2 separate regions of the Sus scrofa genome follow, and region 1 is linked to region 2. The links are chromatin contacts, called in public Hi-C maps. All regions are on one chromosome and are shown on one strand. The core of a region is the stretch at or near the end of the contact, and the rest is flanking DNA. Distances in the headings are between cores, read along the strand shown. Region 1 holds the start of RENBP (renin binding protein). Region 2 holds the start of FAM58A (cyclin-related protein FAM58A).

Region 1 (5,107 bases), core at 2,556-5,055, 300 kb before region 2:
AGAGAGAGAGAGAGAGAAGAAAAAGAAGGAGGTGGCAAAGGAGCCCCGCGGGGCCGAGCCGTGTTCTGTGAAAGCCCCCGGCCCCCCGGCGCTGAGCCGCCCGCACCCAGCCTGGCCTCGGCCGCATCACCAACTGCTGCATTTGTTGTATTTTTTTAAGTTGAAATTGATGAAGTTAACATTTTTATTGTAATTTTAGCCTTAGCGTGTGGGGTTTTGTCCCTTTTTTTGTTGTTGTCGTTAGCTGTGTACAGAATGTGTATCTTTTTTTTTCCATTTTTTTTCTCCTTGGCTAAGCCTTGGCAGGGATCTTTCTGGAGGAGAAGCTGGTGGCAGCCAGGCCAGGAGAGGCACGGAACCTCCCCTGTGGCTCTGGTGTGTGCCACCCAGCCGCTTTGTTCTGGTGGGCCCTGCCCTCTGCCCCTTTGCCTGTCCCCGGGCCTCTGGGACGAAGGAGGGCGCTTGCTCCACGCCCGGAGCCCTGAGCTGGAGAGGCTGCCGGAGCCCGAAGCCGGATGTCTGAGGAGGATGGGCCCGAGGTGGGGGCCGGGGCCTGGTCCCCAGGCCTGGGTCATAGTGCACTCCCTGGCTCCTATGACCGGCTTAGAGCATGTGACACCCATGGCTGCGGCTTCCTGCAGCCACCCCCTCACGGCAAAGCTGGTGGGGACGGAGGGGCCTCGGCCTCAGAGGCGGCCTGGGAGGGCCGGTGGTGTGATGCCACCCATTCTATGAATTTGCAGTGCAGTCCCCAAGCTGGGGCCAGACTTGGGGGGGGCTTGGGGCTCTGCTTGGAGTGGCTAGTGAGGCAGCTTTCTGCCCCAAGCCCAAGCTTTGGGCAAGGAGCCAGGCTTGCGAGCAGGTCGCACAGAAGAAAGAATTTAAAACGAGCAGCCGGTATTTTCAAAGCCCGTTTCTCTGCCCTGGAGATGCAGCTGTGGCTGGAGGGACCCCAGCCTCTTCAAGCCCCCGCCCCAGCCCACGCCCTCTGGGGCCTCTGGTTGGTTGTATTATAGTATATTTCGCTGTGGAAACATGTCACGTTTAGTCACCTTGGAGCCCGCTCGCCTGGTCCCGTCGTTTTCCTGTCCCTTTGATCTCTCGTTCATCTATTGTAGAGTAACCCCTGTGACTCAATATTACCATAGTGCGATGTCGTTTTGTGCTATTTTGAACAATTAAAAAGACTTTTTTTGAAATAACCACTTGCTGTCTCGCTGTGTCTGGGAGGTGGCAGTGGCCCTGCAAGACTCGCCAAACCGCCTCCAGTTGCCTCCCGTGTTTCAAAGCTTTGCTGGACCAGGACTGGGTGGCGCCCGGAAGATCCCATGGCAGCCGCAGTGCGGGGCACAGACCCGGGGGCTCCCGGGGCAGCTGCTGCTGATTCCGTGTGTCTACACCAAGTCACCTTCCCTCTCCCGGACCAGTGGACTGGCAGGTCTCCACCCCTGGCCTCCTTGGCCCGTGGGCCAGGCCTGAGCTCCTCCCACCAAGAGCTCAAGGCCCTCAGGGTGTCACTTCTGCGGGGCAGCCGGGTCAGGCAGAGTGGCTCCCGTGTCTGGCCCTTCCTACATACCCATCAGGCCCCCGAAGGGGAAGCAGCAGAACTTGCGTTGAGCCCATTGTAACGGTGCCACTGGTGGGGCGGGGGAATATCTGGAGTGGTGGCGCCGCCAGGGCTAGTTGGGCAGAGTGCCTGGGGAGAGGCCAGAGCCCCAGCACAGCCTGGGTGCCAGCCAGGCAGAAGGGAGCAGCACCATGCTGCCCGGTCCCCGTGCTCCTGACTGGGGCCCTCGGTCCCGCCTCATTTCCCCCTGCTGGCAGGTCACCATGGCACCGGCTCCCCCTCCACAGCAACCCTGAGCTGCGTCAGCCCAGGCGCCCCATGCCTCGCAGGGGCTGAGGCCCGGGGACAGGGGTGGACAGGTGCCCCAAGGACTGTAGCAGGAGGAGCGACGCCCAGGCCTGACAGACATGGCCTGGCTGGGGCCAAGGGTCCCTGTGCAGTTGGCCCCGGAAGGGGAGGGGCCTGTGCGGATCTGCCAGCCCCATGATAGATGGCTCAGGGGGTGCTTTCCGTGGGGGCCGCGGGGGTGTCCCACCGCCCCTCTGCTCACCTGCACTCTGGAAGCCAAGGCCGCGCCAGTGCTGGGCTCTGGTCTAAACAGCGCACTCTTCAGAGGAGTACTGCTGGATTGGCTGAGGCCCCGTCCACTGGAACCTTCGAATCCTCCACATCCCAAGGCTCGTCCTGGGCGAGGCCTGAGGGAGACCGAGTCCCAGGAAGGCCTGGAAAGGCCAGGGCTACGCCACAACCCAATGACAGGCAGCTGCGAGCCAGGACCCCGCGAACCAGGTAAGGCGGGGGGCGGGGGGGGGGAATGCAGGGCAGCTCCAGGGAGCCCAGGCAGAGGGCGACTGTTTGAGGGTCGGGGGGGGGGGGGTCCACCTGCTGCAAGGACTCTGCCTGCCAAACAGCCGCGGCTGCTGTGTCAGACGAGCAGCCCAGAGCAGCGCGAGCCCCCCGCACAGCTACGGCCCGGGAGCCAAGCTTCTGCACGCTGCCCGGGCTGCCGTCCATCCTTCCAGGAGACAGGACCACCGACCCCCAAAAAGTCCAAGCTTCCCCAAGCCACACCCTCGGGGCCCTGCAACGCCTCCCCTGCACATAATTCTGCTGGCTGGGAAAATGGAGGTCCCAGGAGCCACGAGAACCAGACCTGGGGGTTGGTAGCCAGGTCTGGAGAACTTGGGCAGCTGAGGGCAGAGAGGTGCCAGCCAGCATGCACACTCTGCCCTTCGCAGTGCAGTCGGATGCCCAGGAGCCGACTCATCGGAGGACTTGCCCATCCTGTGGGTCCCAGGCCCGAGGAGGCTCGGTGTTCAGGCATTTCCAGCTGTTCCCTCTCCCACTGCACCCCACGCCCTCCTGGGGTGGTGAGAGGCAGAGGTGGCTACGATGCCGGAAAGATGTTACTGGAATCTGGGTTCTTGACCCCGGAACTGAAGAATGAACTTGGCGAACACACAGGCAGCAAGCAAGCCAAGTCTTTATCACAAGAAAGCAAACAGCTCCCAGGACAGCGGCGAGGGGGGAGAAGAGCCCCCCCTTCTGTTGTCCTAGAGGGGTTTGTATCCCTTAAAGATGGGGGGAAACCAACGTGGGGTCCAGGAAGATGTGGTTTTCTCCCATTGGCCTGGCCCGGTCTCCTTGCCCAAGAGCGGACTTAGGGCTGGAGATGCGCCCCTGAGCCTCATCCTTAGACTGAGAGTCACCACCATTCTGCTCATTCCTTTCCTCGCGCTAAGAGCGGGTTAGAGATTGGCGTCCACCTGGACGTGAAACAGGTTACCCCCCCCCCCCCGCCGTAAACAGGGCCTGCAGCGACGGTACTCCCCGGAGCCTCAAGCCACAAACCTTAATCAATGGCCTTATCAAAGAAAGCATGGAAGCCGGAGCTCCGACGCTGACCACCTGAGTAGACAGTGATCCCGCCTCAGCCAGAGGAGGAGAGACGGCCCTGCGGTCCCCCAACCCCTCCCCGGGTCCCAGCCGGTCCTGCCAGCTCACCCAGCGCTTCCCGCCAGGAGGAGCCAGGGCGCCTCCAGAAGGGGGCTCCACGGGGCTCTGCCACCGAGGGGCGCGGCAGGGCCGAGGCTGGGGGCGGAGCCGCGCGCCCGCCAAGCCCCGCCCCCGCCGCAGGCCCCGCCCCCAGGGCCGGCGGAACCCCGGAGAGGAGGGGGTGGGTGGGGCTAGACTGGGTCAGCTGAGTGACAGTCACGGGACAGCGATCAGCTCCGTCTGGCTTCCTGGAGGAGAGGGAGGGTTGAGCGGGGGGTCTCCGAGTGTGGCAGGCCAGTGGCAGGGGGCCGGGGCCGGGGCCGGGGAGGGTGTTGTCCCGAGGACAGATCTGCACAGGGGGTTGGGGGGAACCCTGAAGGCAGGGTGCTGAGGCCCGGGGACCTAGGGGACACAGGTTAGGGAACCCTGGGGTTCCCCAGAGCCTGGAGTGACCCGGACCCCCAAGGAGCCCACAGGGGAGGCTGGGACCCGGGAAGATGGGGGGGCCTGTGGGGTAGCTGCGTCCCCAAGCCCCAACTTTTTCCCCAGGATATGGAGAAGGAGCGCGAAACTCTGCAGGCCTGGAAGGAGCGTGTGGGCCAAGAGCTGGACCGCGTGATGGCTTTCTGGCTGGAGCACTCCCACGATCGGGAGCACGGGTGCGCCTCGCCCTGCTGGAGCCCTCAGCAGGGGCTTTGCCCTGCCGGAGCCCCCCGCCTCACTCGCAGCTGACTCGGCTCTGCTGGGCTTCTCCTGGCCCCTTTGCTAATGCTGCCTGTCCCACAGGGGCTTCTTCACGTGCCTGGGCCGCGACGGGCGGGTGTATGACGACCTCAAGTACGTCTGGCTGCAGGGGAGGCAGGTACAAGGCGTGCCCAAGCTCGCAGCTCTCCCAGGGGCGGGAGCGAGTCGGACCTGGGCTTGCTCTGCCCTGCCTCGGTCAGCACGCCGACAGGGCTTGTCGGCTCAGCACCCTTCCTCCCACGCCAGGGGCACTGAGGACTCCCCCCTCATCCCAGCCCTAAGGACTTAAGCCATGTCCCCCCACCCCCGCCCGCAACAGGTGTGGATGTACTGTCGCCTGTACCGCAAGCTTGAGCGCTTCCACCGCCCTGAGCTTCTGGATGCGGCTAAAGCAGGTGCCCCCTCCCTGTCCCCAGCATCGTGGAGGCCCCTTCAAGTTACCAGTCGTGCACCACGTGTGCCTAGTTCCTAGAGGGCTCTAGAAGCAACGAAAGGCCTTGAAGGCTCACAGGCAGGGAGGGAGGGGTGGCGGGGCCCTCCTCCCCCGAGTTCTAGCTGCCACCTTCCTGACCACCAGGGGGCGAATTTTTGCTGCGCCATGCCCGAGTGGCACCTCCTGAAAAGAAGTGTGCCTTTGTGCTGACGCGGGACGGCCGGCCCGTCAAGGTGCAGCGGAGCATCTTCAGTGAGTGCTTCTACACCATGGCCATGAACGAGCTGTGGAGGGTGACGGCGGAGGCACGGTACCAGGTGCGCGGGAGGAAGGCTGCCTGGGGAGGCTCCGTGCCCTCGCCTGCGCCC
Region 2 (4,742 bases), core at 1,808-4,307:
CAGAAGAGGCTCCAGCGAGATCCCCTCCCCACCCACCGCAAGAGGACCCGCCGGCCGGCAGCTGGCTGTCTGCAGCCCGGAGGGCGGCCGTGCGGGCACTCTGATCTTGGGCCACCAGCCTGCAGAAGCCCGAGAAAGCAATGTCCCTGGTGTTCAGTCATAGCGGCCCAGGGGACCAAGGGCAGAGCGCGGAATCCAGGGCCACAAGCGGCGTTGTGGATGAGGACTTGAGAGGGGTGGGTGGGCAGAAGGCAGTGGGGGCAGGGAGGGGGCCCAGAGGCAGGCCTGAGCAGCTGCCCTCAATGCCCAGAAGGTGCCATGGAGAGGGGCGAGGGGGAAGAAGGGGTGGCAGTGGAGCGGGAAGTTTCCAAGGACAAGCAGCCAGACCGGACGAGGCTGGGCTTCATTTGGGGAGGAGGCGGCCGGGCGAACACTCTGGAAGGCACCTCTGCCTTTGAAGAGCACCCAGGCTTTCCCGCGCTCCTGCCTCATCCTCTCCTCTGCCTCATCCGCTGGGCTTCCTCCGACGCACTCGCTCACTCCTGAGTGGACTCCACTGTGAGAAGGAGGCCGCGCTTTGCTCAGCGTGGAGGGCACAGTGAGGGTTAGACGAGGAGGCAGCGGTCTGGCAGACAATCCTCAAATCCTCTTCTGAGAGGATACCCCGCCTTTATGGATCATCGTTGCTGTACCGGCCTGGAGAGGAGTCCCAGGTGAGGTTGGGAGGGAGATGGGAGGGGTGGCAGGTGGCAGGGAAGGGAGGGCCCCCTCAGGGGAGAGAGAGGCCTTGCCTAGAGGTTTGGTGGTGGCTCGTGAATTATTCATTTATCCACCACTGCGCCCAGGCTGTGTGCCAGGAGGGTGCCGGTGCCCTGGCGCTTTCAAAATGAATGTGTTCATTGACTCGTTCCCTCGAGTTGCAGCCACAGGCACCTATTACTTGCCGAGCCCAGACTCCTTACACCACAAAAGGCCCAGGGGAGGAGGAGTCCAGCAGCGCTGTTTAACCAGCAAACACAGCGGGTGAGGAGGGGACAGGCAGGCCGCTGGGCCAAGGGGCCAGGGGAAGGGTGATACCGGATGCGTGTGTGCATGTGTGCACAGGTGTGCACCCCAGGGTACCTGAGGGGAGTGTCTGACGTGCGTGTGCATCTGTTTGCGTGTGTGTACATGGGGGCGGGGTGCATTATGCATGGATGTTGGCAGCTGGACGCAGTGGCCCCATCTCCCAAGACCCAGAGTCCATTTGGGTGGGGAGAGGGTGGCACTGCCAGTGCAGCAACAGCGTGGAAGGCATGACAGGCGTCAGCAGCACAGGAGGTTGGGGGCCCTGAGCCCCTTCACACACGAGCACATGCAAGACCCTCGGAGGGAGCTGGGGAGGAGGGTGTGGGGCAGGAATTCCTTCACGGGTCGAGCATGTGCAAAGGCCCCCCTGGGAGACCATAACCTTTGGGGAGCTACCCAAGGCCTTGGCCCTGAGGGGCCAGTCACCAGGGTGATTCCGCAAGGAGGGTGTTAGGCAGGGCAGGGGCTCCCCCGCCTTGAGTTTTAGGAAGCTCACTCTGGTGGCTGGTGTCACGGGCTATGGTAGTCCCCCCAAACAGGGGTCCCCACTCTAACTCCCGGATCCTTGTGAATGTGCTCTTATTTGCCAGCCTCCTGGATTACTTCGGTGGCCCTAAATGCAATGACAAGTGAGACAGAAAACGAGAGCCGCAGACACGGAGGAGACGGCATGTGAGGATGGGCGCAGCAGAGACGGGAGGGGTGCAGCCGCAAGCCAAGGGACAGATGTCTGGGGCCACCAGAAGCTGGAAGAGGCAGGAAGTATCCTCCTGCAGAGACTTGGTGACACCTTGGTTTCAGAGGTCTGGCCTCTAGAATTGCGGCCAGTTCTACAGTTGTAAGCCACCCAGTTTGCCTGTCATTTGTTACGGAAGCACCAGGAAAGTGACCCAGCTGGTGTGGAGAGAGGACCACGGGGGGAGCTAAGTAAGGCGGGGGCTGGAGAAGGACCTCAAGGTTGGCCGGGTAGGTGGGTGGGCGGGGGGGGGGGGAGGCTTTTTCCTCTTAATGTTCCCAGCTCTTTCAAGTCACAGCAACCGTCTGAATGTATCAGAATGACCAGAGTGACTGTCTGTCACTAGCTTGGGAGGCCCTTTGGGTGCTGCACCCCTAATGCCTGGAAGCCACCAACGAAATGCAGGATGGCACTGGGAGTTGGATATTCAACACCATTCATTCGGCAAACGTTACTGAGCTCCCACAGTGCCAGGCTGGAAAAGTGAGTGGCAACCAGATCCCCAAGGGATGCGGGACCCTCACGCAAACAGCCCTAACGGCCTCATTCTGGGCACAGCATTCCCTTCCGGGCTCATCTGTGGGTCTGGGGAACTGGCAAACCTGGATTCGGGTTTTGACACTGACATTGAACCTCAGGCTTTCTTTTTTTTCTTTTCTTTTCTTTTCTTCCTTCCTTCCTTTCTTTCTTTTTTTTTTTTTTTTTTTTTTTGTCTTTTTAGGGCCGCACCTGCGGCATATGGAAATTCCCAGGCTAGGGTTCTAATCGGAGCTGTAGCCGGCCTACGCCAGAGCCACAGCCACCCCAGATCTGAGATGTGCCTGTGACCTACACCGACAGTTCACAGCAACGCCAGATCCTTAACCCACTGAGCGAGGCCAGGGATCCAACTCGCATCCTCAAGGATACTAGTCGGGTTCCTTACCGCTGAGCCACAATGGGAACTCCCCCACGCCCTCCGTTAGGAGCCACTGACACCTCCGGTAAGCGCCCCCCCTCCGCGGCTTGGCAGACACAGCCAGCTGCTCCCGTCCTAAACCACGCTGGGCCACCAGCCCGGGAGCGACACCTTAGTTGGACCATAGGGACTTGTAGCTCACGCGCCTGGCGGGGCCGGGGTGGGGGGGGTGCTTCCGTACCTCCTAGGCCCTAGGAGCGCGCCCCCGCTCCGCCCCCGAGGCGCACTTGCGCCGCTCCGGCAATCACTCAGCCGGGAGACAGACTTACCGCTACTGGGGGCGGAGCGTGCGCTTCCCGGAGGCGGGGCATGAGCTTCCCAGGGGCGGGGCGTCGGCTCCTGGGGCGCGGTGTACGGCTTCCGGGGGCGGGGCAGGCGCTCGCCAGCCTCCAGGCAGCCGCGGTCTCTACGCCTGCGCCTGCGCTTAAGTTTGCGCCTGCGCACTCGGCAGGCCCCGCCTCCGGCGCGCAACTGCGCGCGCTCAGCCGGGGGCGGGGCGGGGCAGCTGCTCCCTCCCGAGGACCCCCGGGAACCGGCCGCCGCCCGTCGGGAACGCTTCTCCTTCCGGTGCGGGGAGGGGGGGGGTCTCGGCCCGTGGGGCGGGGCCTCATGGAGGCCGTCGGCCTGGGGACCTGCGGAGGAGGGGACGCGGCGCGAGGCGCAGAGGGGCGGCCAGCACCGGAGGCGAGGGTGCACTTCCGAGTGACGCGGTTCATCATGGAGGCAGGTAACCGCGTCTGGGAAGAGGGCGGGCCCCATGCGGACCAGACGTAGAGGCCGGGCCGCAGTGCTGCGCTCTCACCTGGCGGGCCCCAGCCCGCCTTGGGAGCGCCGAGCGGGCGGGGAGGGGCTGGCCTCGCGAGGACTCGCTTCCCGGAAGAGGGGTCCCTCCAGACGCGGAGCTGGCGCTGCTGTGCAGAGGGAAGAACGCGGGCCTGCGCTGCCTTAGCGAACACTGGGAGGCCCGGCTTAGGGGTATCGGCCTCTGCCTTTCCGTCACGCCCTGTGTGTTAGGCTTCGAGCTGCGAGGCCAAGAGGGTCATTGTCATTTCCCGGACGGGCGCGTAGTCCCAAAGAGAGGATGTGGAAAGGGACTGGCTCCAGCTAAAAGGTGGCGGAGTCGGGGCGCCCGCATCTCGGTTGAGTGTACGGTGCCTTCTGCCACACCTGTCTCCCAGCCTCGGGGGCACTGGCACTTGGTCAAATGGAGTCTTTTGGATCATGCCGCTGGCGAGGCTCGTGACAAGCTTTGTTGAGGAGGTCTCATCACACCGAGAACCTAGGGCGAGGGTTTGCCAAGTAAAAAAAAAGAAAAAGACTTGTAGGGGCACGTGCAGCCATACTGCCTAATCTGACATTGAGATTGAGGGGGTCCCATGTAGGAATTAACTGTGAAACTGAAGTTTAAACCTTGAAATGCTCAAAGTTCTTGAGGTGTCTCTTTCCAAGGATTCTTTCATTTCTTTCTTTCTATTTTTTTTTTTTTTTGTCTTTTTGCTTTTTCTAGGGTCGCTCCTGCGGCATATGGAGGTTCCCAGGCTAGGGGTTGAATCGGAGCTGTAGCCGCTGCGTACACCAGAGCCACAGCAACGCAGGATCTGAGCCACGCCTGCGACCTATACCACAGCTCGTGGCAACGCCGAATCCTTAACCCACTGAGCAAGGCCAGGGATGGAACCCACAACCTCATGGTTCCTAGTCGGATTCGTTAACCACTGCGCCACGACGGGAACTTCTCCAAGGATTTCTTGATAAAATGTATTGTTTACGCCCTTGTCCTCTGTGTGAGGCCAAATGTGGGTCCTCCAAAGATTCCCCCATGCTCGTCCCCAGAACCCGTGACTGTTACCTCATGCGGCAAGATTTTGCAGATGGGATTAAGCCATCCTTAAAGAGAGGCAGCAGGAGTAGACAGGCAGAGGAGAAGGCCATGTGAGGAGGGAAGCGTGGTTAGAAGCTGCTGGCTTTGAAGCTGGAGGA

The links. A called contact is a pair of places that touch in the nucleus more often than the background predicts.
Region 1: a Hi-C map of liver shows a contact between it and region 2, with 3 times the contacts expected there. The contact joins the promoter of RENBP here to the promoter of FAM58A in region 2. A contact is called at or near these places in 1 of 47 Hi-C or Micro-C datasets (liver) and 2 of 2 datasets of contacts at active chromatin or transcription factors (alveolar macrophages and skeletal muscle).

What each region holds. Positions count from the first base shown.
Region 1 is chrX:124,669,220-124,674,326 of Sscrofa11.1, reverse strand. RENBP (renin binding protein) reads left to right here and starts at 3,805. Exons shown (of 11, transcript NM_213900.1): 1 at 3,805-3,855; 2 at 4,112-4,221; 3 at 4,349-4,424; 4 at 4,626-4,701; 5 at 4,884-5,056. The coding sequence starts at 4,115. It overlaps HCFC1 (host cell factor 1), which reads left to right. Exons shown (of 27, transcript XM_003135485.5): 27 at 1-1,202.
Region 2 is chrX:124,368,387-124,373,128 of Sscrofa11.1, reverse strand. It overlaps FAM58A (cyclin-related protein FAM58A), which reads left to right and starts at 3,057. Exons shown (of 5, transcript XM_003360487.4): 1 at 3,057-3,489. The coding sequence starts at 3,072.